Linked DNA regions of Columba livia: region 2 is linked to region 1. Evidence: chromatin contacts called from public Hi-C data. All regions are on one chromosome and are shown on one strand. Each heading gives the region's core, a stretch centred on a gene start, on an enhancer-like site or on the middle of the called end of the contact. The rest is flanking DNA. Distances are from core to core; before and after follow the strand shown. Region 1 overlaps MAP4K3 (mitogen-activated protein kinase kinase kinase kinase 3). Region 2 overlaps SHLD1 (shieldin complex subunit 1).

Region 1 (4,447 bases), core at 789-3,288:
ATCCTGGACTTTCACATGTAAATTGAGAAAGCAACGTGTTCTACCATGCAGATTTCTTTCAAAAACAAACTAGAAGGAAATGCAGAGCAATAAGGAAGACCTTGTTATTGACAAAGGACAAATTCAAAATCATTATATTTAACTCATGCATTAAACAATTATTTGGCATGCAGAAATGTTACTGTTTATGACTGCAGATAACCAAATCAGGCATTTTAGTAGGAACTAGGGAACATTCAATGATACAGCCAGAACTCTGTGTAAGGAATCCCAAATACGGGATTTAACCACAGAGGGAAACATTGTTTAGACACTGGCTACACTGATGCTGCTTGTAAAGTTCTTCTCAGTTATGTAAAGATAGTGCAGGAGGGTAAGTAATTAAACCTGCAGTTTTTGTCTGGGGAACTGACAGCTGGACAAAAAGATGCAAGCTTTTTTAATTTTTATTTTTGCTCATATTAGGATAATTTCAATGTGAAAAGATTTACTTTTCAAGTGGCAGCATGCAAAACCTAATCTGACCCAGGCACACCTCTGAAGATCACCATTCAGACACCAGAAGTTAAGACGCAAGTGCTTTATTTGGCAGCTCTTTATTAAAAACTACTTGGGGCACTACATTTTTTAACTATCCAATTTATTCCTTCTAAACTATCAGAAGTGCAATGAGTCAGCAACAGCACTTTCACACTGACAAATACCCTACAGTGCAAGACTTCATGCAGATTTGCAACTAAAGGCTACAAACGTATAGATCAACCCCCTGGTTATACTCCTGATTTAAAACTTGCCTCAAGTCTTCAAGTCACGGCTCAAGAGAGAAAACCATCAGTATAGTCATTTAGACACTTCTGTACTTGCTTATTAAAAGTGCCCTTTTTTTCTGGGCAAAAAAAATCCCCCCCACTTACCTTTGGTGGTAAAGGAGGTGGCACTTTAGGTTTCATAGTAGCACTAGAAAGGAAAGAGACAAAAAAGACTGTTATTCAGTGTAGTTCTTCGAAACTCATATTGCGGTATCCATGAGAATATAGGATTTTATAAATGCCATGCAAATAAACAGCATTAACTTGTCAACAGCACTATTATATCCACATAATTGCATCACTAATACTTTCAAACATTTTGTTATTGCTGTGCATAACATAGATACCACCCAAAAACCCGAGCATCACAGACCCTCCCTAGAGAGCACAAAATGACAAGAACTGATTTGTTGAAAGTACACATATTTGTGCAGAAAAAAAAGTAGGGAGATGCAGAGCAGGCCTGATACGTTCTGTTGAGAGGAGGAAGGTTTAGGATATCAGTGAGCTTTTCTGAAGGGCCATCTGTAGCTATACAGGGCAAACGGGAGTTACAGGAAAACTGCAGAAAACCATTCCTTGATAAATTTACCACTGACTTTTTCAGAACAGCCTTATTCATGAAAGCAAAATCCACCTGCAATGGACAGCTAGCCTACTGTCTGAGTTGGTTTGTGTTGGTGTGTGTTTTTGTTATTGGGTTTTGTTTCTTTCATAAGTTTCATTTTTTGACAGAAATCTTGGTAAATACAACGTTTTAACACAAGAGCAATTCAACAGCTTGGCTCGATAGTGCAAGATATCAGCAGGAAACAATAAAGATGAAGCATCAGGAGCATTCCTTCTCTGCTGGTTGTAAAGAAAATCCTAAATTCCTACTTTTTTATGCTTTTAAAAGTCTTACAGTGTCCTGTTTCCTAATCTTTTGGAACAGAAAATTATTTCCATTAAACAGATTCGGAATATAGCTGGGAAAACTTGACATTCTTGCACAGTGTTTTCCTTATTTCTAAATTATGTTCCAAAGATTTGGGAAAACATCCAAGTATTAAGATATTTGCTTGCTTATTTACAGATCAACAACTTGGCTGCTTTGCTTCATTCTTTTCAGGAGTTACTGTCCTGGCATCTTATCAGTTGCTTTTACTTCAGAGAAGCTAGAAGGGAACTTCTGAGAACGGGTTACTCCACGTAATGCACTTCAGCTATTATGATGGTAGAAATTATATTCTTTTTATAACATGGGACCAAGCTTAAGTCCTCAGTCATGTGTGTCCAAGCTCCATTGCTATTTTCTTTCATATTCTTCCCTGTATCTCAGACATCACAGTGTTATTGAGCAGCCAAAGGTAAAAATCAAACCAACCAAACAAACAAAAAAAAAAAAACAACAAAAAACCCAAAGCAAAACAAAACAAATACCACAAAAAAACCCACACCACAGTATTTGGCATAAATGTGACAGTGTTTGTACAAAGGACTGTGTGCTCTGGTTTTAAGAGCAAGGTTTCTGTGCAGTTTGTCATTGCTGATTGCACGGGGCAGTGCCACAATAATTTCTGCTTGCCCAGCTTCCATAACTAGGAAGTTCAAGTATTGTCAGCTTTGCTGCAAATGAAAGAAAAAGAAATATCAAAACAACTAAAATTGTTAAATGAAGAGAGATAATTTTATATCGTTCCCTGAAGTGTGTGGATTCTCTTCTATGAATCACCCAGCTTCAGAGTCACGCAGCAGCACCAGCGTGGACTGGAAGGCACACAGTGGCTTCATTGTTTTCATTTTGAATCTGAAGGGAGAAGTGACTGATGTCACATGTGCTCTTCAATTGCAGCTTCACCGCTCAGAATATAAACCAAATGAGAGCCTTGAATCTTCAGGGGGGTACAGAGAAAGATATCCAAGACCAAGCTGATGAACCAACATATCGCAGCAGAGCTTTGGGCTCAAGCAGATACTAAGAGGAAAGGCGCAGATACACAACCTGTCTGATCCAAGGCTGAGGCATTCAAGGCTAATTCCTGCGCTTATAGGAAATCGCCAGGCCCTCTCTGTAGGGCAAGAGTACCTAGGATGGAATACAGGAAGAAGCAAAGAACATCAGGACTTTTTTGGAAGACTATTGGTGACTGTTCTTAGGGTCAAATGAACTGGAACCTCCCTGGAAGCTATCAGGTTCTTTCTTGCTTAACGTGAAAAAGAAAATCCACAGAAACGTGACAGTGACAGAAGCAGCTAAAGCCAACACTGTTTGAAAGTCTTCACGGAGTTTGCACAAGCAACAAGGATCTCGAAACACTGGACAAAAAATCAGCACAAGCACTTCAAGACAGCAGGGATCAAGGGGTTCCAAGCCCTGGAACATTACCAAAGTTAATGATATTGGCTGCAAACAAAGCAAGAAGCGGAGGAAGAAAGAACAAGATTAAGCAAAACTGGACAGACTCAGAGTTATATATAAAAAACGTGCAGAGATCAGTACGGATGGAGGAACCAAGTTGAGCTGGCTTGCAGCAGCACAGATGTCCAGAGCATCTTCACTGATGGCCAGAGTGGGGCTGGCAGTATGGAGCTATAGGGACCACTGCATCCTACAGTGCAGGAAACCTGAGTTATCTTTACCAAGGTCTATCCAGCTGGGAGCAAAGTGGGTTCTCAGCTTGGGCCAAATGCAGGGGAGCTGATCGAGGAGGAGCATTATCAACCTCTTCCTCTCAAAGATATTATTGATGAACTGTGTAACCAATCATGCCTTGAAACAACTGCCTAATAATGAAATATGAGGAATTTCTTAAGCAATTAGCAAGGGAATAAAGCCTGCTAAAAACTCACTAACAATCATTTTTCTTCTATAAATATGACTTGTGTTAAACAGCAAACTTACTTGTGTTATTAAATGATGCAAGTTCAATGTAGTTGTCACCTAACTAATCTAACTAATGTCAGATGCTATCAGTAGCTCTACCATCCTGTTCAGTACAGTGATAAAACCACTGCCCTTTTATAAAAGAGCAGCAGTAAAATAACCCAAGTAAAAAAAAAAAAAAAAGAGGTTTGGTTCTCTGTAAGAGATAGATGCCAGTAATAGATAACGCTTATTTTACAGGTTTCTAGTATGAAGCAATATCTTTAAAAATTATTCATTAACAGAAAGTAAACAAGAATTCTGTCTCAATCACATCTTTCTTTCTGGTCTTTACATCAGATTTATTCAGGAATGTAAATTTCCACATACTGCCTATGCATTTTAAATTGTTTCAGCTCTTATCTGTCAATTGAAAATACCCTTAGAATACTTATACTAGTAGAATTTAATATGAGCATAATTAAACACATGCCTATTGTACGGACTTTGCAGTTATATACTCTTGTTTTCTTTGTGGTGAGGGAGCCAGCTCTGTTCCAAAAAATCAAGGACCCAGACAAGCATCCTCCTAGCTAACAATGTGGGCTGAACAAAGTCATCTAGAGAAGATAGTTATGGATATATTTATGTATTTTAATGAGCTTTCTTTTAATATATATTCATAGGTTCTAAAGAAGACATCAGGACTGTGATCAGATGAATTACTGGCTCAATGTATCTATGCCAAGATTTTGTTCAAGAACAGAAGATAAAATGACAACTGCATCAACTG
Region 2 (4,447 bases), core at 1,008-3,507, 180 kb after region 1:
TTTCCAGTCACTTTGGAGTGCAAGAACTGCTGTGCAGCTGAAATATCTCCACTAAATATTTTATTTTTTTCCTTGAAGAAAAATGAAAATGCGTGCCATGAATCCTTAAGTAATTTAATTAACTGGGGAAAGCTGTATAGAGGTGTAGCTATTCCTGTTACCTGGAGACTTGTTCATGGCATCTTTTAATCAGTGTTAGATTCTTTTGTGTGGGGCTCCCAAGATATTGGCTCCTTTCTTGTATAATAAAGCTGCTCTTTGCAGCTTGATATTATGGTCTTGTTGTAGAGGAGATGCTGCAGAAATGACCCAGTCTCATATATGTGTTGATCAGCCAGCAAGTGGCAAAAACATGAAATGACTATAATAACCTTGTTATGTAAAACCAACATTACCCTTCCTTGCTGTCTGCACAGTGTGCCTTGGTGTCTCAGCTTGTCAGCTGCATCGCTTATGTGTGGGTGGTAAAGATCTGTGAAAATGGCTTGAAAATCCCAATTTAAATCATGAAGGATGTCTGGCTAGGACAGAACAATGAAAAAGGGCAGGCTGGCCTGGAAAGCCATGCTGAGCCCATCCTGTGCCAGCCTGTGAGGATATTTCTTTGATAGCATGGCACTGTGTGGGTCACTCAGGTTAGCACAAGCATTTGGGAAAGCAGTAGAGCTGCATCAGCTTGAAAGGCAGCTGTACTCTAGGTTGAGAGCCCTGGTAACAATGCTGCAGAGCTCCCAGTAAACCCTGAGCTTCACACATGTAATCAGATCGAAGGTATATCACCTCCCATCCAGTTGTGAGCAGTGTTTGTAGTTCAGATGAAGATTTGATACACTGGTGATATACAAATAAGAAATGTGACTCCTGAAGACTCTTCAAAAATTCTTGTTTCCATGTTTGTTTTCTTACATACACTGTTTTGCTGGCAGTGGCTTTCATTTCTGCTTGATTTTCTGAAACATACGTCTCTTTGGTGGATGTATGTGCTGCACTCAGCCTTACTGCTTGCATTGGAAACTTTTGCCTTCTGGTGCAGTCCATGGACAGACAGCGGCTTGCATGATGCCACATAGAATCATTTAGGTTGGAAAAGAGCTTTAAGATCATTGAGTCCAACCATTAAACTAGCACTGCCAAGCCCACCACTAAACTATGTGCCACATCTACATGTTGGAGCATGTCTGGCCATGAGTGTTCCTCCCACTCTGATGGTGATTTTATGTAATTCATTCTAGTTACTGCTCAGATAGCAGACAGTCCCCTGGATCTGCATAAATAAATAATCAGAGAATGTTCTTTTATTACTAGTTTGCAGGGGTAGCTTATGTAAACAGCATGTACCAGAGCACTGTGTGCTGAAATACTGGTATCTCTTGAGTGTGTCTGAATGTCGCTGAAATACGGTATATGAGCCTGTATGAAGTATCTGTGTGGCTTAAGCAGTGAACTTGAACAGTAATTATGCTTCTTGATTACTCTATTAGCAAGATTTTTTTTTTTTCCCCCTGGGGGTTTTGCCTTGTAATTTGTCAAATTCACGTATCCTGTTATACAAAACACCTTGGAGGACCTTCAGAGGCTTAAATTCTCTGTATGAAGTTCAGACTTCTCTGGGGATCTGTTAAACCAGTGATCATGTATTCACAGCCTGAGTTTCTCCTTTTCACCGGGAAGGTTTCACTACACATATGTCTGTATCATTCAAACCTTTTCTCAGACATATAGCATGACTATGTGCTAGAAAAATTATCTAGAGTTTATTGGACCCAAAAGGCTCTGCACTGACAATTGTCACTGAAGTGCAGCAAGAGAAAATAAGGTACATCTGCCCTGAATGCTGTGATCTCTTATTGCTTTTGAATTTATTCCCTGACTTTGAAGCTTCTTTGAAGCTGCTGTGAACTGGCAACAGAGAAATATGTATCGGGGAATCCTCTGTGGCTGGTGGCAGGGAGGAGGTGAAAAAAGGAGTGCCGGTGCTGTTGAAACGCGCAGCTGTATTCCTTGCTGTGCTCCAAGAACTCTGCTTTGTCTAGAGACCAGATTTACTGCTGTGAGAGGGTGCAGCTTGCTCCTACCCAATTCTGCCATGGCAAATTTGAAGCAAGAGCAGAGCAGGAGGCTGTGGGTAGGGATGCCTTCATTTCTGTGCATGAGTAGAGCTTATGGTGGATGCAGTGCCTGGAGCATTGCAGGGCATGCTCCATAGCTGTGTGACGAGGTGGGACACGGCGCTACTGCCTAGACAGCCATTTCCATCTTCTGACGGAGGTCCCTGCTCTCTGCAGTGATGTGTTCTGGATTAATCCCAGGATTGTGGGGATCATTGCAGAGTTTTTTCCTGGCTTTGTGTAGTTATTTAGTCCCTGCCTTCACATTCACATACCACTCTCAATGTCTCCTTGCTTCTCCTCTGTAACATTTGGCTTGCACCACACCACATGGATGGGGTCCAGATGAAATATTCCTAAAGGCTCCCAGCTCAGGCACCTGTCACAAAAATAAGTGACGTAAGTGGGGCATCTGGCGCTGGATTTAAACTAGTGCTCTGTGTGTCTTAATTCAGGCCTTAATTTTTTTTTGCCCATTTCTCTGTTTTAGTTTACTGAGCTCATTGGTGTGCAGCTGAGGAGGCTGCAGCATAAAAGCACAAAAACTAGTGACTCATAACCCTTTAGTAGCAGACTGTGAGTATAAAATATAGCACACTTTCATCATCCACAATGTTTTTTCAAACAAAACAACACAGGCTAGTGATTCAGCATCGGTGTGGGTTACAGTACACGAATTTTTATCCTGGAGCCCTCCTGTGTCTGATTTTTTTCCTTCATTTCATGAGCTTAACAACCCCCCACCCCCTTTCCTTCTTGATGGTGCATGCTGTACATTTCATAGTAGCTGAGCCCCTGGGCTGGTTTACACATGCACATATAGATTCCTATAAAATCTCCTCCACAGACAGATGGAATGCTGTCAGACTGAGCAGTGCTTCTGTGTTTACAGCAAGCCTCCATGCTAAGGTTATATGTGAAGGGCAGCAGGCAGCTGGTTATTTACTGCCATAATAAGCACTGGCAAGCAAATGACAACATTTTGTGCTGTGTGCTGCTTGCTGTTCTTTTCAGCATGTTGAGGGATTTCTAGCTGTGCACTGTTTATGTTCATTCCTGGGTAGAGGTGGGAGCAAGTGGCAGCCTGAGTTTTGCAATTTGACTATATTTTGTAAAGATAGTGTTGCCTGTGTTACAAAGATCATCTTATTCGAAAAGTTATTTGGGTTTGTCAAGAAAGTAAGTCCTTTGCGTTCCTATCTTCCATAAATGACCACTGATTGTTTTATACATATCTGAGTAATAATATGATGTTTGTTACTACTAAAGGAGATCCCACCTTTTTACAGGCTGTGATGTCTGACGGGAAAAGTGTTTTTTTTAAATCTGAAAAGATGAGACAAAAAGAACCAGAAAAATGTAAGTGTGGGAAAGCAGACAAGTATACAACATCTTCTAGATAAATTGGGACTTTGACACTGCCATAGTGGTCTGTTTTATATGTGTACTTGTATTGCAAAGAATAACACAAAACTTGGGCTTTTTCTTTTTCAAGTTAAACCATAAAATATTAATCATCTAGAGAGAAATCTGAATGTTGATTCTGCATGTTTTGAAAGACAAGGAAAAGGAAGGGTGGTAGAATCAAAATCAAGCACTTCCTTACACAGCGCATAATTACATTATAAAACTCAGTGCTACAGCAAATTATTGAGGCTAAGAGCTTAGCAGTATTAAGAGAGGGGATTATACACTGATTTGGATAGTAAGAACAAGCTAAGTCAGTGGTTCTTGCTGACACTAATGTTGCTGAGATACCAGATACATAGGGTGGTGTTTCAAGGCATGTACTAATTGCTGCCTAATTTCAAGTGGCAGATCACACCTGCATATCCCCGTTACCACATCTCCTGTGGTCATGTAGAACAGACCACAAGTGGAAGGGACATACTAGACCAGATATTCTTTGGATCTGGTCCTGCATGGCACCTCCTTCCTTTCCCCTTTAGAAAAGAGGAGGAGAGATTCCCATTCTGCAGATGGCAGTGCTGATGCCAATGCTTTAATGGGTACAACTCTGGCCTTCAATAGTCTGTACCTCATAAGTACTGTTGCTTGAAAATAAATTGTTGGATAACCTGCCTAAATGCAGAAGCAGGAGGGAGACTGAAGTAAGGGGATTGTTGGAGTAGAGACGCAGGCAATGGAGAGTTGGAGAAGGGGACAAACTTCTTTTTGTTCCTCAGGTTAGGTTGTGTTTATGCATGACTAAATTTTTCAGTGGTATTTTACTTTGTTAATGGATAACCTGCAGATAGCATACATCAAAAATATGGCACATTGTGCAGACCTAAGGAATACTCACCCGTAATATGCTGACCTGGTGCCTAACTCGAAGT

The links. Hi-C and Micro-C count contacts between places; a contact is called where the count stands out from the background.
Region 2: a contact with region 1 is called in a Hi-C map of crop, with 4 times the contacts expected there. The contact joins two enhancer-like sites. A contact is called at or near these places in 2 of 2 Hi-C or Micro-C datasets (crop and liver).

Annotation. Positions count from the first base shown.
Region 1 is chr3:110,833,958-110,838,404 of bColLiv1.pat.W.v2, forward strand. MAP4K3 (mitogen-activated protein kinase kinase kinase kinase 3) reads right to left here. Exons shown (of 34, transcript XM_065059103.1): 19 at 2,794-2,877; 20 at 915-957. Among named protein-coding and RNA genes, the nearest start is that of SOS1, 37 kb to the left of the region's middle. Within about 2 kb of position 2,039, at least 1 of the 3 cell types and tissues checked has an H3K27ac peak away from gene starts, as active enhancers do.
Region 2 is chr3:111,009,909-111,014,355 of bColLiv1.pat.W.v2, forward strand. The region is part of intron 4 of SHLD1 (shieldin complex subunit 1); the gene reads left to right. Among named protein-coding and RNA genes, the nearest start is that of SHLD1, 22 kb to the left of the region's middle. Within about 2 kb of position 2,258, at least 2 of the 3 cell types and tissues checked have an H3K27ac peak away from gene starts, as active enhancers do.